Linked DNA regions of Sus scrofa: region 2 is linked to region 1. Evidence: chromatin contacts called from public HiChIP or PLAC-seq data. All regions are on one chromosome and are shown on one strand. The core of a region is the stretch at or near the end of the contact, and the rest is flanking DNA. Distances in the headings are between cores, read along the strand shown. Region 1 overlaps HEATR5A (HEAT repeat-containing protein 5A). Region 2 overlaps HECTD1 (E3 ubiquitin-protein ligase HECTD1).

Region 1 (3,350 bases), core at 744-3,243:
CGTTAACCACTGAGCCACGATGGGAACTCCTGTAGGATCCGTGAGGATTCAGGTTTGATCCCTGGCCTTGCTCAGTGGGTTAAGGATATGGCATGGCCATGAACTGTGGTATAGGTTCAGATCCCGCATTGCTCTGGCGTAGGCTGTGGTGTAGGCTGGCAGCTATAGCTCTGATTCAAACCCTAGCCTGAGAACTTACATGTGCCATGGGTACGGCCCTGAAAAGCAAAAAAAAAAAAAAGCCCGCAAAACAAAATGAAAAAAAAAAAAACTTAAAGTGTGTGTGTGTGTGTATGTGTATCCAGACTCGACTTTATTGTAACTCCCTTGATCTGAGCCACCATCATCTCTTGCTTGAATTACTAAATTGCTCCTAATGGTTTTCCTTCCTTCCACGTTTGCCTCCTCTGTAGTCTTCTCTTTGCACAGAAGCATAGTGACAGCTATATCACTTCTCTCCTCGAGATTCTCCGCTGGCACCTTACTTTACTCATCCCTTTGTTATAATGATCTACAAAATCCTGTGTCCTCTGCTCTCTCCCCACACATGCATGGCCTGTCTCCCACTAGAGTGTTCCACAGTTCTGTCCATATTGCTCTGGTTGAACTCACTAGGCATAAAGAAGGTACCTGCTGTATTTTTTCGTGACTTTTATCACTGTCTAGCTTACTGTATACTTAGTCATTTGTTAGGTTTGTAATTGTCTTTTCTTCCTAGAATTTATGATCCGCAAGGACATGGACTTTGTATTATCCACTAATGTTTCTCTCCCAAGTGCCAATATAGATTTTTATCTGTTTCAGGAGGTTATCTCCTCTTTACACTGAGGAGTAGATTTTTTGTTCATAACTTAACAGAATTTTATTTCTCTGCTATGTAAGATTCAGGTCTGTAATAGGGGTGAGAGGTTATAACCATCACTTTTTGAGAAGAATGAAAGGAAGAAAATGGACTCTTTTTTTAAAAAAAGGAGACTTTATTCCCTAGTGACAGGAAGAAACTAAGCTGTGTCAAACTGAAGACAGATTTAAAACATTCTAACTAGACTCTTAATTTTTGCAGCCTATGGGCCGACTGAGCAGTTTTAGTAATATTTAGACTTGATTTCTTCAGGGACTGAGGATATAAGCAAAAGTTGTTGTTGAGAGTTATTAAAAGACAGGACATGGTGGTTTCTTTATATAAGTCTCATTAAAAGTTACAGACCATTTAGAAAAATAAAATTGGGAGTTCCCATCCTGACTCAGAGGATGAATCTGACTGGTATCTGTGAGGAAGCAGGTTCGATCCCTGGCCTTTCTCAGTGGGTTAAGGATCTGGTGTTGCCGTGAGCTGTGGTGTAGGTCACAGACGTGGCTCAGATCCTGCGTGGCTGTGTCTGTGACGTAGGCCAGCACCTGCAGCTCCAATTTGACCCCTAGCCTGGGAACCTCCATGTCCCTCGAGTTTGTCCCTAAAAAGACAAAAAAAAAAAGGAAGAAAATCATGATTTTGTCTTTTTAGTATCACAAGAAAATTTGCAGAACTAGGGCAGTTTGTGTTTTCCCTTTTTCGGAAGACTGTTAGCCTTTTAACTTCTTGGTGGGCAGAAGAGCAGTAGGGCATAATCTCAAAGTGGCATAGACTTTAAGAAGTCCTCTGAACCCTTGTGTGACTGTGTGTGTAAATGTGTGCAATGTCCTGTAAATTTTGCCTTGTTTAAATTTTTGGTTTATTTCCGTTTCTTTTAACGTGCTGGTCAAGACCATGCAAATCAAGATCATGCATTACCATTCAGTGTGTAAAATACGAATCATGTGTTGTTTTGTTCTTTGTTATAGCAGCCTCACGTCAGAGCATTCGCAGAGTATCTCTGGAGGAAGTTCTGGATTTACTAGGAACAGGGTTTCTCCGTGGGAGTTCAGGATTTCTTCGAGCCAGTGGAGATATGCTGAAAGGAACCAGTTCAGTCAGTAGGGATGTTCGAGTTGGAGTTACTCAGGTTAGAATCACAAATCAGTATCTAAATGTAATTCTCACTGGCCTATAATGAACGTGTTAGTATCTAACTCCAGGCAGAAGTGATACTGTGCAAGGTCATCACTTGTGCTTTCATATTTATAAATAGAACTGGTGAGGCCAAAACACTGTTAAACTAGATTACAAGGAAGAAAAATTTGTTTAAACAAAGTCAGTTATATTGTCTGTTACCCACAGTGTGTTTTCAGCTCATAAAAATGGGAGACTTTATTTTTTTAGGGCCACACCCAAGGCATATGGAGGTTCCCAGGCTAGGGGTCAAATCAGAGCTGTAGCCTACACCACAACCACAGCAACATGGGATCCGAGGCGAGTCTGAGGCCTATACCACAGCTCCTGGCAATGCTGGATCCTTAACCCACTGAGAGAGGCCAGGGATCAAACCTGCATCCTCATGGATATTAGTCACATTCGTTTGCGCTCAGCCATGACGGGAACATGGAGATTTTCATTTATTTCTTTTGAAATGCAAACATTTTTGTTGCTTGTTTCTAAACCTTGGGCTTCCATGTGTCTTGTGGTTTAACATGTTTTCCATTGTGTTTATGTGTGCTTATACAGTTGAGATTTAAGCTATTGGGTACATGTTATTTGCACAGGCAATATTATATGTCCATTTTATATGGTTTCTACTCCTAAATAAAGATTATAGCATGTAATTTATTTAAATGCTCAAATTCTTGATTCTCAACAAATTTAAAAAGTTAAATCCTAGGAGTTCCCTGGTGACTCAGCAGGTTAAGAATCTGATGTTGTCACTGCTGTGGTTAAGGTTTGATCCCTGGCCTGGGAACTTCAGCATGCCACTGGTGCAGCAAAAAAAAAAAAAAAAGGTAAACCCTGGGAAAAGGGTCTTTGATAGCGATCTTTGTATTCTTTCCTTGATTTATCTTGTTTTCTAAACTCCATCATAGATCAAAGCAAACCTATTTTTTTTTCCAAAGATTTTATCCTACCTTCTCTTACTGCCCTCAAAGCAGACCATCTGGCTCCCCACAATGCCTTAACCTGCTGTACCACAAGAGAACACCCAAACATGTATTTTTATTTATTTATTTATTTATTGTCTTTTTGCCATTTCTAGGGCCGTTCCCGTGGCATATGGAGGTCCCCAGGCTAGGGGTCAAATCGGAGCTGTAGCCACTGGCCTATGCTAGAGCCACAGAACAAGGGATCTGAGCCGAGTCTGCAACCTACACCACAGCTCTCGGCAACACCGGATCCTTAACCCACTGAGCAAGGCCAGGGATTGAACCTGCAACCTCATGGTTCCTAGTCGGATTCGTTAACCACTGAGCCGCAATGGGAACTCCCCAAACATGTATTTTTA
Region 2 (3,476 bases), core at 698-3,197, 150 kb after region 1:
AATGTTATCATTGGCAACAAATACTGCAAGTTGTTTTCCTTGAAGTAGAAGGCTTAACTTGGTTAATTTTTGAGAAAATGTTTGCTAGATATCCAAGTGTGAGTAGCCACAATTTGTCTGAAGTTCTTTCAAGTAAAAATGATGTTGCATGAAAAAAGTAGCTAGTTCAGCTCTTCAGCAGTTATACAAGTACTTTTCCTTGATACAACTATCATTCTTAAGTATGCAGAAGTGCTTTACGCTTACTTCCCATTTCCTTAAGTAGAGCATTAGAAAGATATGTATTCAAAAGTTGAGATTTTGTAAAATAAATTTTTTTTTTGCCTCATCAAGGTTATTTTGTAGTGAAACTGGTTCCCCCCACCCCCATGCTAGAGCTTGGCAGGGAAGAATATGATTACTGGTGATTCCTTGATTCATGCTAAAGCACCAGCAGTTTTATCCATCAATGCTTTTGCATCACAGTGCACATGTCAATACAGGGAAGAAAGATTCAAGAAGAGAAAGGACATTTGTGTTGAATACTGGTGAGAGGTCAAGAAGGGTGAAGACTAAAATGTGTCCTTCAGATTTAGCAGTGTTCTCAAGGACATTGATCATAGTGAGAGCTGGGTAGAGTTGTTTGATGGGCAGATTTGAATGGGTTGAAGAGTAACATGAAGAATTGGAGATGGAGTGTGGAAAGCTTTTTTGAGAAGTTAGATTGGAATGAGAGTGTGGGGCTTTTTATTTTAAAGGTCAAAGATTTAGGAGAGATAATGGATAATCCTTAGTGTAAGGATTCTGAGAAATTGAAAGAGAATTGGCTATTGTCAAGAGCAGTGCTTTTTATTTTTTATTTTGGCTGTGCCTGTGGCATGTTGAAGTTCCTGGGCCAGGGATCAAACCCATGCGAGCTGCTGCAGTGACAATGCTATATCCTTAACCAGCTGTGCCCCAAGGGAACTCCAAGAGAGCAGTGCTTTTTAGACTTTAATGTGCTTGATGTGAATCATCTTTTAGTTTATGCTTTGTGTGCTTGCTGACCATGTCATTAAATCTTTGAATTCCTCAGAGCCTAGTACTGTTTTGCTCATCTTTCTCTCCTGCCTTCAACACCTAGCATGAAGGTATTCAGTAGCTATTTGTTGAATGAATTACAGTCAAGTTTGTGTGTGTATTTTATTTATTTATTTATTTATTTAAGCCAAGCCCCTAGCATGTGAAAGTTCCTGGCCAGGGATCAAACCTGTACCACAGCAGCAACTCCACCTGCTGCAGTGACAATACCAGATCCTTAACCCTCTGAGCCACAAGAGAACTCCCAAGTTTGTGTATTTCAAATGGGAGGAAAGCAAGTCTACATATTAGAATTTGACTTACTCCTTTTTTTTTGAGGATGAAGACTGTAGTTTTTTAAAAAGCTGTTATGCCAGGAGTTATTTTTATTTTTCTAGAAGTTATTTTTAGTTAAGCAATATAAACTGCTAAGTCTGGAAGCAGGCACAAATGGAATAAAAGATAAAATGGATCAAAGAATTTTATTTATCTTCAGAATTTCAAATTAATCTTTTACATTTAAATTTTTTAGTTTTTTTTAATAAAATGTGCTCAATTTAGATCTATACTCAGTAATACCACCACTACTGATAACTTGCTTTAGTTAAAAAATTAAACTTCTTTATATTGTAAACCCTCTGAAATCTTGGACCAAGTCCAAATGATATAATCTGAAAAAAGCATATGGTAGTAATAGTATAGAGACTATTCCAGTTCCCAAGGGAAATTCTTGTAAACTTATGAAACTTGTTCTTGTTTTAAGTTACTTAATCTCTACTTCCATTAGGGAAGGATTCTTTTGTCATTGCAGGTAGCGTTTTGGAAACTGTTGCTTAAATTGGATTCATCCGAAGATCCTTTTTTTTTTTGACTGGGGCATGTGGAAGTTCCTGGGCCAGCTGTCTGACCCAAGCCATCACAGTAACCTGAGTCATAGCAGTGACCATGCCTAGTTCCTAACCCCTAGGCCATCAGGGAACTCTTGAAGATTCTTCTTAATATCATTTGTGTGGTTGACTGGTCTCACAGTAGTTCTGTATAGACTGACTCTGTAAATTGGTATTATAGTAGAGTACTGGGTTTAATATATAAAAATAATTTCTAACTGTAAAGTAAGAGGTAAATATTTTGCAAGTTTAAAATTTTTAATAGCTCTTTAATTGCAATGCATCTAAACTTTTGTAGATGTATTCTTTTAGCACTATTCAGGGACGACTGTGTTTGTTAAATGTATGCTATTTATTTTCTCTTAAATTTATTTAAATTACATATGGATTTTGGTAAATGCATGGAGTTGTGTAACCACCACCATACTTGAAATTCAGAATAGTTCCCTCATCCCCCAAAATTACTTATAAGTTTTTTCTTTGAAGTTAAACCCTCTCCCAACCCCAGTGCCTGGCAGCCAGTGGTCTTTTATCTGTTGCTATAGTCTTGCCTTTTCTAGAATGTTATGTAAATAGAATCATTATACTTTATTTTTTCCCCCATTTTTTTAAAGTTTTATTGACGTATGGTTGATTTCAAATAATGGGTAAGCTTTTGAGTCTAGCTTCTTGGAGCATATTACCTTTGAGAGTCATCTAGGTTAATATGTGTATAATGGTATTGTCCTTTTAATTGCTAAGTAGTATTTCATTTTATGGATATACTATAGATGATTTATTGATTCACCTCTTGAAAGACATTTGGGTTTTTCTAATTTTGATAATTATGACCAAAATTGCTATAATCATTAGCATGCAGATTTCTGTGTAAGTTTGAGTTTTTATTTCTTCAGAAATTCTTTAAATCTGACAAGATAGAGAAATTGACAAACTGATTTTAAAATTTATATGGAAGTGTAAAGTATCTAGGTTAGCCAAAACATAAAGTATAAGGTTGGAGGACTAATAATAATGTATTTCAGTTCTTATACAGCTATGGTAGTCAAACAGTATAGTATTAGTATAAAGGTAAATGAGTCAATGAAATGGAACAGAGACTGATTCACACATACCTGGACAATTTATTTCAGCAAAGATTCAACGACAGTCAGTGGGAAAAGGATTTTTTTTCATGCTCCTGGAACAATTGGCTGTCCATATGCAAAAAATAAAAATACCTTTATCCATTCCCCACACCATATACAAAAACATATTCAAAAGGAGTCATAGACCTAAACATAAAACCAAAAGCTATTAAACCTATAGAAGAAAACATAGGAGAAATTCTTTGTGACTCTAGGTTAAGCATATATTTGTAAATAAACATCGAAAGCACAATCTGTGAAATGATAAATCGATATATTTGACAATTTTTACTACTAATTCAGTTTCTGCAATAGAGAACTGCTCAGGTTACTCTTAAGTGAATTGTAGTAGTATATCTTTCAAGGAGTTGGTCTATTTAATATATATTAAAATTCATGGACATTGTGTTGTTTTAGTATTTCTTTC

What was found. HiChIP or PLAC-seq counts read pairs in DNA pulled down with a chosen protein or histone mark.
Region 2: an H3K27ac HiChIP or PLAC-seq map of alveolar macrophages shows a contact between it and region 1. The contact joins two enhancer-like sites. A contact is called at or near these places in 2 of 2 datasets of contacts at active chromatin or transcription factors (alveolar macrophages and skeletal muscle).

The regions. Positions count from the first base shown.
Region 1 is chr7:68,174,223-68,177,572 of Sscrofa11.1, forward strand. HEATR5A (HEAT repeat-containing protein 5A) reads left to right here. Exons shown (of 38, transcript XM_021099894.1): 7 at 1,822-1,982. Among named protein-coding and RNA genes, the nearest start is that of HEATR5A, 32 kb to the left of the region's middle. Within about 2 kb of position 1,994, at least 14 of the 83 cell types and tissues checked have an H3K27ac peak or open chromatin away from gene starts, as enhancers often do. A contact at or near this core is called in alveolar macrophages, where this site is marked.
Region 2 is chr7:68,327,039-68,330,514 of Sscrofa11.1, forward strand. The region is part of intron 2 of HECTD1 (E3 ubiquitin-protein ligase HECTD1); the gene reads left to right. Among named protein-coding and RNA genes, the nearest start is that of HECTD1, 11 kb to the left of the region's middle. Within about 2 kb of position 1,948, at least 2 of the 83 cell types and tissues checked have an H3K27ac peak or open chromatin away from gene starts, as enhancers often do. A contact at or near this core is called in alveolar macrophages, where this site is marked.